Linked DNA regions of Zea mays: region 1 is linked to region 2. The links are chromatin contacts, called in public Hi-C maps. All regions are on one chromosome and are shown on one strand. The core of a region is the stretch at or near the end of the contact, and the rest is flanking DNA. Distances in the headings are between cores, read along the strand shown.

Evidence for each region. Hi-C and Micro-C count contacts between places; a contact is called where the count stands out from the background.
Region 1: a contact with region 2 is called in a Hi-C map of endosperm, with 2.9 times the contacts expected there. The contact joins the promoter of LOC103635958 here to the promoter of LOC100274142 in region 2. A contact is called at or near these places in 2 of 25 Hi-C or Micro-C datasets (endosperm and leaf).

What each region holds. Positions count from the first base shown.
Region 1 is chr8:136,499,757-136,504,692 of Zm-B73-REFERENCE-NAM-5.0, forward strand. LOC103635958 reads left to right here and starts at 1,450. Exons shown (of 8, transcript NM_001111452.2): 1 at 1,450-3,291; 2 at 3,553-3,622; 3 at 3,729-3,850; 4 at 3,942-4,220; 5 at 4,334-4,711; 6 at 4,858-4,936. The coding sequence starts at 1,909.
Region 2 is chr8:136,341,022-136,346,208 of Zm-B73-REFERENCE-NAM-5.0, forward strand. LOC100274142 reads right to left here and starts at 2,198. Exons shown (of 4, transcript NM_001308399.1): 1 at 1,796-2,198; 2 at 1,452-1,665; 3 at 1,117-1,335; 4 at 633-1,030. The coding sequence starts at 2,097. The coding sequence ends at 788.

The DNA.
Region 1 (4,936 bases), core at 200-2,699, 160 kb after region 2:
AAAATAACTCGAGCACCACGTTGTCTATGGATTCTAGTGCTACATTATTACCATTAATGAGTACTATAATCCTACGTATAAGAGCATGTACAATGGGTGTCTTGAGTTTTGTCTTCGAGTGTGTCTAAGGGGTGAATGTAAAAAAACTCAAGATATGTATCTTGATAAAGACACAATGTCTTAGCTCCATATTCGATACAGGAGACTAGCTGATTGGTCACTTTAATTTATTAAATGCTCTGATTGGTACAATGAATATGGTAAGATACATGTTTTAGATATACCCACTATATTATATTGTGTTTTTGTTATATTTTATATTTAAAGTATCGTGCAATAGTGTCATGGTTAGATATATCCTAAATTTATATTGTCTGCGGATATTATTATCATTGAATGCGTACTAAAGTGTCTGACGGAGTTGGAGTTCACGGCTGGTGGTGGCTTTCGGCGCAGGGTCCAACAAACATTGGGTGCGTGTGTGGCAGGCAGGCAGGCTGCTGTTGGTGTGGGGTCCCACCGTCCCACGACAGGAGACCCGGTACCGGGCCCACATGTTCACAACACAGGCGTGGCGCTGCTCGAGTGTACGGTGGCAATAAATAAAAAGAGAAAGAAAATATGTGATGAAAAGTTGGAGATGGAGGGTTCAAGAATTCGTCCTTGGTCAACTCGAGAGCGGAAAGTACGATACGCATAGTGGAAGTGGACGTGGATGTAGATGGGCCGTGGGTGGCCTACTTTAATACGATACCATCTTCTAAATTATATTTACCATTTCTTAGTTAAAAAATTTACTAGAGTTCTAAACTATTTCTAGTTCAAAATTAAATATAAATAAAGTCTGATTCTAATCCAATCTAATCCTTAAATTTTATAGTACACGTTGTCATCTATCCATAGTAGTAATATATACATATAAAGTAGATGGTCAGATATTAGATTTAATTAAATTTATACTATAATAATTTAAGATACGCATATTGGTATGAAGTTTTAACGTTCAAGTATTGATGTGTCATGTGTGTCTGCTTATTTAAGAAAAAAGAAAAAGGAAGAGAAGAAACTAACAAAGGCAGTACTAGTAAAGTACTAATAAACAAAATATAAAATAGTAGTGGGAGGATTATAGTTAAATATAAGCGTCGTCATTACCGGCGGCTGCGCGAGGTTTGGTGACGTCTGATCATCGTATACCGCCTGCATCGCAACACGCGAAACCTCAAGGAACCTTCGTTGACAATGGGATGGTCGGGCCCTCTTGGCAGCGCAACTACTCGACGAGGATGCCGTCGTGCGGTTGGTTTGCGCGTAGCATGGCGTCAGGCTATCAGCAGTGACCACAAGGCTTGTGTATGCGGCGAGGCGGCAGCAGCAGGCCAGGGCGCAGGCCGCGCTTCGTTTCTATTCCACTACCACCCACTGGAACCGCAGACACGGGCGCCCGCATTCATTCCATCCCCCTGCCGCTTGTGGCTGCGGTTGTGGTTGGGAGTAGCCGCAGGCCGCCAGCAGGAGGAAGGTTCGCGGCAGCTTCCTGCGGCCCCACCGAGTTTCCATTTGAAGAGGGGCGAGGACGCCGTCGTCCTCTGTCCTCCATCCACACTCTTCTGCTTCTGCAACGACTCCCTCCCTGCCTCCTCATCAACTTGCAGTGCAGCAGAAGCCCAAGCAGAGGGAGGAGGAGAGACAGGCGCCGACCAAGCCCCGACCGAGCGAGCGCCGCGCATGCGGTTCCCACCTCCACCCCACCACCACCACTACTCGTAGTCGGGGGCCCACCCAACTGCCTCCGGGACCGGGACCGGGACCGGGACCAGGACGACTCCTTGTCGTACGTGCTTTCCTCCCGCTGCCGCCGCCGCTTCATCCGCCAGGACTCCGCGCGGGCATTGTTCTCCGACGGCGATGGGCGAGGCAGTGCCCGACCCCGACGACCTGGCCGCGTTCCCGGCGTGGGCGCGGTCGGTGGCGGACTGCGAGGCGCGGCTCGGGGTGAGCGTCACGCGCGGCCTCTCGTCCGCCGAGGCCGCCGCGCGGCTGCGCGCCCACGGACCCAACGAGCTGGCCGACCACCCGGCCCCGTCGCTGCTGCGCCTGCTGCTGGACCAGTTCGAGGACACGCTGGTGCGCGTCCTGCTCGCCGCCGCCGCCGTCTCCTTCCTCCTCGCGCTCTCCTCCAGCGCCGGCGCGCTCACGCTCGCCGCCTTCGTCGAGCCGCTCGTCATCTTCCTCATCCTCGTCGTCAACGCCGCCGTCGGGGTCTGGCAGGAGGCCAACGCGGAGCGGGCGCTGGACGCGCTGCGGGAGATCCAGTCCCACCACGCCGCCGTCCTGCGCGACGCCGCATGGCTCCCCGCGCTCCCGGCCCGGGACCTCGTCCCGGGCGACGTCGTCCAGCTCCGCGTCGGGGACAAGGTGCCCGCCGACATGCGCGTCGCCAGCCTCCTCACCTCCACGCTCCGCCTCGAGCAGGGCTCGCTCACGGGGGAGACGGCCTCCGTCAACAAGACCTCCCGCGCGCTCCCGCTCGAGGACGCCGACATCCAGGCCAAGGACTGCATGGTCTTCGCCGGCACCACCGTCGTCAACGGCGCCGCGCTCTGCATCGTCGCGCGCACCGGGATGGACACGGAGATCGGCGCCATCCACGCCCAGATCCACCAGGCCTCGCAGGAGGACGACGACACGCCGCTCAAGAAGAAGCTCAACGAGTTCGGGGAGGCGCTCACCAAGATCATCGGCCTCATCTGCGCCCTCGTCTGGCTCATCAACGTCAAGTACTTCCTCACCTTCGACCTCCAGGGAGGATGGGTGCCCAGGAACATCACCTTCTCCTTCGAGAAGTGCACCTACTACTTTGAGATCGCCGTCGCGCTCGCCGTCGCCGCCATACCCGAGGGCCTGCCCGCCGTCATCACCACCTGCCTCGCGCTCGGGACCAGGAAGATGGCTGCCAAGAATGCGCTCGTCAGGAAGCTGCCTAGCGTCGAGACCCTCGGCTGCACCACCGTCATCTGCTCCGACAAGACCGGCACGCTCACCACCAACAAGATGTCCGTCGCCAAGCTCGTGGCCGTCGGCGATTCCTCGCAGGAGGTTAGGACCTTCAAGGTGGACGGTACGACTTACGATCCCCGGGACGGGAAAATTCACGACTGGCCTGCTGGGAGCATTGACGCCAACCTTGAGACGATCGCCAAGGTCGCAGCTGTGTGCAATGATGCCAATGTGGCACATTCTTCGCATCAGTATGTTGCCACTGGAATGCCGACAGAGGCAGCTCTTAAGGTGAAGATTACTAAAACTTATACTTGCTATTATTCTACTATTTTTACAATCTCTGAATACTTATTAGTTATCTAGTTTACCAATCACCAGTTACAAATGTAGTTGATCATCATGCTGCAAACAGCCCCTAGGTACAGTACAACTAACAAACTGAAACTGGTGTTCTCACATGTGTTGGTCCAATGCTAATCAGGACAAGATTGCCGTCTGGAAACAGAGCGTTATGTTCGCTAACTTGTTTTTCCCCCTTATTACTTCTAGGTTTTGGTTGAGAAAATGGGTCTGCCTGGAGGAAAGAATGGTCTGTCCTTGGATCCGTCTGAGATACTAGGTACAAATACACACTCTTCGCACCTTATCTAGGTTCTATTGTGCTTAATATATACATACATGCAAAGAGCCTCACACAGGTGGATTGCAATGTTATTTGCTGGCAGGCTGCTGCGCATGGTGGAACAATGTTGCCAAAAGGATTGCTACCCTCGAGTTTGATCGCACAAGGAAATCAATGGGCGTCATTGTGAAAACAAGTTCAGGAAGCAATGCCCTGCTCGTGAAGGTAGGTACCCTGTTTCCTGCATTTGCACTGAATGATTCTTCCTCCAAATATGTGTTTCATTGGATCACATGTTTGCCGGACTGGTATTCAGGGAGCTGTTGAAACTTTGCTTGAGCGAAGTAGCCACATTCAGCTGAAGGATGGTTCCGTGGTGCCATTAGATGAGAAAGCAAAGAGAACTATCCTGGCAAGCCTCCATGAGATGTCGACCAATGCTCTGCGCTGCCTCGGTTTTGCATACAAGGAGGCGCTAGCAGAATTTGCAACATATGATGGCGAGAACCATCCTGCTCATAAGCTCTTGCTGGATCCGGCCAATTATGCAGCTATTGAGACTGACCTAATATTTGCGGGTCTTGTAGGCCTAAGGGTAAGATAACGGTCCTACTTTGAGCTGCACCGAATAAACTGTTCCTGCACTCCACAATCTAGAATAGACATTAACGATTTTTTTTCTTTCTCATGGATGTTTTAACTTTCCAGGACCCACCCCGGGAAGAGGTCTATGATGCTATTGAAGATTGCAGAGCTGCTGGCATCCGAGTTATGGTGATAACAGGGGACAACAAAGAAACCGCTGAGGCAATATGCCGTGAAATCGGCGTGTTTTCACCTGACGAGGATATCACCTTCAAGAGCCTTACAGGGAAGGAGTTCATGGCGCTGGAGGACAAGAAGACGCTGCTACGCAGGAAAGGTGGCCTCCTGTTCTCTAGGGCGGAACCTAGGCACAAACAAGAGATTGTGAGGTTGCTGAAGGAAGATGGGGAAGTTGTCGCCATGACTGGAGATGGAGTCAATGATGCCCCTGCTTTGAAGCTGGCTGACATCGGTGTAGCTATGGGCATTACTGGAACTGAGGTAAATTCCTACCTTCTTTCTAGTTACCTGGAATTCAATGCCCACGACTGCTTTTATTGAAAGGGGTGTATTGTATTGTTCTCCACCTGCTTTTTTCATAATTTGAAGCGTTTCTTTTTTTCTAAAACAAAGCTCTAATGTTTCAGGTTGCCAAAGAGGCGTCTGACATGGTGTTGGCTGACGACAATTTTAGCACCATAGTTTCTGCAGTCGGTGAAGGAAGAT
Region 2 (5,187 bases), core at 948-3,447:
GACGTAGTTTTCGTTGATAATATGACTTCAAATGAAAAAGTTGTCAACTATAAACTTCTATAACTTCTCAAGATGTACAAAGTTTATTTTAGTTGTTTGGTCATTTGTTTATCTCAGATGATGGTTCTAACAATATGCACAAATTCTATACGTCTCTCTCGTAGTTTCATAAACTACGAGAGAGATATAGGTTTTATGAACAAATTTATTTTTATTTTGTCATATGAAGAAATGTTCAATATATAAATTGTACATCATGATGAGTTATACAAATTTATAGTTGAAAACTTTTTCATTTGAATTAATTTACTACTTTAAAATGTGATTTTTAAATTGTCTTTGCCTAGTGTTGGAGAAAAAACACTCGGCAAAGAGACTCGGCAAAGAGCCCTTTGTCGAGTGTCAAAAAAAGACACTCGGCAAAGAAACTCTTTGCCGAGTGTCAAAAATAAAACACTCGGCAAAGAGCTTCTTCGCCGAGTGTTTTCTTTTACCGAGGGTTTTTTGCGTGACACTCGGCAAAGAGCTCTTTGTCGAGTGCCCGAAATAAAACACTCGGCAAAGAATATGGCACTCGACAAAGAGCCAAATTCCGGTAGTGATAAATACTCCTGACATGTACAGCTTATTCTAGGTCTTTTTGATCAACCTTTATTTGACACATACAGAACGAAGGACTAACATATACACATGCATACAAGAGCTTCTTTATTATTTGACACAGGATCGACTGTGACGAGGAACTAATTAATATATCTATTTGAAATCAAGCATCATGCCGTTGAAATCAAAGTTGACGCAGGTAGACACCGATAGCGTCGACGAGCCTGGTTCCCGCGCGTCCGTAGAATCCCACGACGCTGCTGCCGATGGGCGCGGTGATGCAGAAGCGTGTCCCGTTCTCGGTGCCCCATGGGCCCCAGGCTCTGGTGCTGGTGATGAACCTGAGCGAGGTTAGGGTAGTAGCACCTTCAAATGTGCCGTACGTTCCTGACACCTCCCTGATGTGTTCGTTGTCGCCAAGATCGATCTGCAGGCATGCATGAGGTTAGGCCTTGGTTCTTCCAGCTGGTTGTCGCCAAAGATCGATCGATCGATCAGAAGTCACTCACTCACCGTTCGAACATTGCCGCCAAGTCCACCCCATCGCCCAGCTGTGCGCCTCTGCCTGTCCTTGCCAGTGTAAGTGAACTCAATCGAGTCGACGGCAATACCGGCGCGAATGGTGACGCTGTTCAGACGCCTTGGTGCCTCTGTCGTCGTGATGTCCTGTGCCGATCCTCCCGGCCCACCCCATAGTCCAATCTTGGTGACGGCGGAGCCATCGTCGTCGTCCTGCACGCACGCATGTGTATCCAGCAGTACAGTACAGTACCCGAACTATTGCCATAGAACTCTTCCATAGATAGAATTCGAGTCCCTAGCTAGTGAGCCAAACACGACGTACGTACCTTTGGCGGCTGCTGCGGTGATCCGAACACCGGGCAGAACACTTCCACGCTAAGCTCGTCGGAGTTCCCGCCACTGTCACCGCCGCCGGCAAGAAGGTTCTTCCTTCTGATGACGCCGGTGGCCATCGCAAACGCTCCAGTCCCGCCGTAGACCGCCCACTCGTCGGACCCTTCCGTCACCATCCCGTTGGTGAGGAGCGTGGAGCCCTTGAACCTGATCATGCATCAGTCGACGACGTACGACGAATTGGCTACTAGTTAGCTAGCTTTTGCAGTACGTACATGCAATAACGCCGACGAATTGGCTACAAGAGAATGAAGTGCACATGCATGAAATACCGTACCTCCCGGTCTCGAACACGATGGTGAACAGCTGGTGCGCGTTACCGACGAGGACGGTGATCCCCTGCATGCGAGCGACAAGGGCGGCGTCGGAGCCACGGCCATCGTACACCGGGTAGTCACTGGTGAGTCTTCTGCCCAGCTCATCGTAAGGTCTCCCCGGCTGAATCATCTCCCTGCTGCTTGGGCCGGTCCGGCGGACGTACAAGGCCCGGAAGGTGAATCTGGTGAACTCTGCTGGCAATAAGGGCGCCGCCGCAGCTATGGGAGTGCTCGGAGGAGGAGGGTTCGGCGGCGTCGCCATTGCTAGCTACCCACCTGTGCCGTGCGCGCTTTGCTTGCTGATTGATTGATCGATCTCCCCTGTGGTGCTGCTCCAAAAAGAAGGGCTGCTGCTGCTGTGTGCGAACTGCGATGCTCCAAACAAGGGCACTTGTATAGATAGATATATAGATAGATGAGCGCGTGTACGTGGCATGGTCGGTGTGCCTCGCCTTTCCACGGCACGGAAGGAGCAGAAATCTGCTCTCGATAACGATCCGTCTTTCCACCACGTCAGTCGGGGCAAAAAACAAAAACAAAAAGTCGCACAAATTTGCACGATATATAATGCTTCGTCTTCCCTCCACGTACGCCAGCAAAGACGGAAACAGAAGATGGTTCGCCTATCCACCACGGCAGTGGGGGCAAACGAACAGAAGCTAGCTCAGACATGGATAACCATTCGTCTTTCCGGCTAACTCCAGCACTCCACTCTATAAACAGCGTTCACTACAGTAAAACAATGGACATCCGATGGCCAACTTACGTCCAACGGCTACCTACAAGACCGTCGGACATTAGCTTATGTCCGACGGTCTCTGCTGGCCTTCGGAAATAAAACTTATGTCCGACGGCATTCCCGCTGGCCCTCGAAAATAAGTTTATGTCCGACGGCCGAGCTGGTAGCCGTCGGACATAAAGTTTTTTAACGCCCGCAGGCCCCACGCGCTGTTTCATTTCGCGTTTTCCTCTCTGCCGCGCGCTGCTCTCTGCCATCGCCGCCGCCGACGCACGTGCCTGCCTGCGCGTGCCCGCCGCCGCCCACCCGCCGCCGCCGCCCACCTGCAGCGCCCGTGCCCACCCGCCGCCGCCGCCGGCGCGTGCCCGCCGCCGCCCGCGCGTGCCTGCCTGCCGCCGACGCCAACGCCGCCGTCCGCCCGCCCGTGCCTGCCGCCCCCGACGTCGCCCGTGCTCGCCGCCGCCACCGTCCGGGTAGCTGTCCCGACGCCGGCTGCCCCGACTCATCCTCCGTCCCGCCCACGCCGACCACCGTCCCGCCGTCAAGCCTAAGTGAGTATTTTTAATTTTGTTAATATATATATTATTTTGTAGTTGTCTTTTTTCAGTATTAAAATTTTTGTATGTTTAATATTGTTTAGCTTGTTATGTCCGATGGTTGGAATTTGATTATGTAATAAATTTAATTTATTTTAATTTACTTAGTGGTGTTTTTCCGAGGGTTTTTATTATGCCTTCGGAAATAAGGTTAATTTATATAATTTGGCACTCGTGGCAATGTTATTTCGTATATATTATATGTTATTTCGTATATATTATATGTTAGTGGTAGTTTACTTAGTGGTAGTTTACTTAGTGGTAGTTTATTAGTTTACTTAGTGGTAGTTTATAGGTTATTTTAGTTTACTTAGTGGTAGTTTATTAGTTTAACTACGTAATTTACTTATTCTTTTCTATAGATATAGGAGTGATTTACTTAAATAATCAAGTAAACGTAATCCAGTTACCTCATGGAGGAGGATCGTCGGTGGATGTATGAAGGTTGAAAGAAAAGAGGTGCTCTATCAAGTGAGTGGGTTGCCAAGACTGACGCATTTCTCGACCGTGCTTTTGCTCGGTCAGAGACTGGAACCGATGTTAGGTGCCCTTGTACCAAGTGTCGGAACATTTATTTCCTTGACAGGAGGACTATGTCGATAGATCTTTGCAAGAACGGTTATATGCCAGACTATGAGGTGTGGGTGCACCACGGTGAGGACCCACCTCCTTGTATTGTATCAGAAGTTCAGTCACATGAAGAGGAGGATTACGATAGGATGGAAGAGATGCTTGACGATGTACGCCATGAGCTTCTAACCGTCGATTCGGAGAACCCCGGTCAACCCACCGAGTGTGAGGATCCAGCTACACCTGAGGTTCAGAAGTTCTTCGAGCTCCTTAAAGCTGCCGAAGAGCCGTTGCATGAGCACACAAAAGTGACCGTCCTTGTATTTGTGACTCGACTTATGGCTATTAAGTCTAAGTTTGCATTATCAAACAACTGCTACAAGGAGCTTTTGAACTTGATCAGTGATGTACTTCCGGAGAATCACAAGATGCCAAAGGACATATATCAGTCCAAAAAGTTGTTATCTAGGCTCGGTATGGACTACGAAAAAATCGATGTCTGTGATAATAATTGTATGCTTTTCTAGAAGGAGACCGCGGGTGAGAAGAAGTGTACTATTTGTGGTGAGCGTAGATTCGTTGAGGTTGAAAATGACGATGGTTTGACCGTGACTACGAAGATTGCACGTAAGCAGCTTCGTTACGTGCCTCTTATACCTCGGTTGAAACGTTTGTTCATCTCCAAGAATACAGCCAGACACATGAGGTGGCACAAAGAAGGGGTACGTGAGAATCCAAATGTCATGGTGCACCCAGCTGATACATATGCATGGAAGGCACTAGATGCTTTTGATTCCAGCTTTGCTAATGAAGTGCGGAATGTCCGCTTCGGTTTGGCAACAGATGGTTTCTCGCCATTCAATCTAACTGCAACGTTCTACTCATGTTGGCCCGTCTTTGCTGTTCCATACAACCTTCCACCAGCTCTTTGCATGAAATATGAATTTATTTTCTTGTGTCTTGTAATACCTGGTCCGGATCATCCTGGAACAAAGATCGATGTGATGATGAGACCCCTGATTGAAGAATTGAAAATTTTGTGGGAAGGAGTAGAGGCGTACGATTGTTACAAGAAACAGAAGTTCAACCTGAGGGACACATTTTTATGGTCTATTCATGATTTTATGGCTTATGGTATCTTTGCTGGATGGAGTTGTCATGGGATTTTGACATGTCCGATATGCGTTGAAGACACTTTATGCTTTCGACTAAAGTTTGGTGGAAAGATATGTTACTTCGATTGCCATAGATGTTTTTTGCCAGAGGATCACCCGTTCAGGTTCGATAGGAACGCTTTTAAAAAGGACACGATTGTGACGAGGGGACCACCCAAGCGTCTAAGTGGTCCAGAGATTCTCGCGAGACTTAATGATTTGAAACTAAACGAACATGGAAATCATTTTGAAGGTTATGGAACCGAGCATAATTGGACTCACAAATGTGGTCT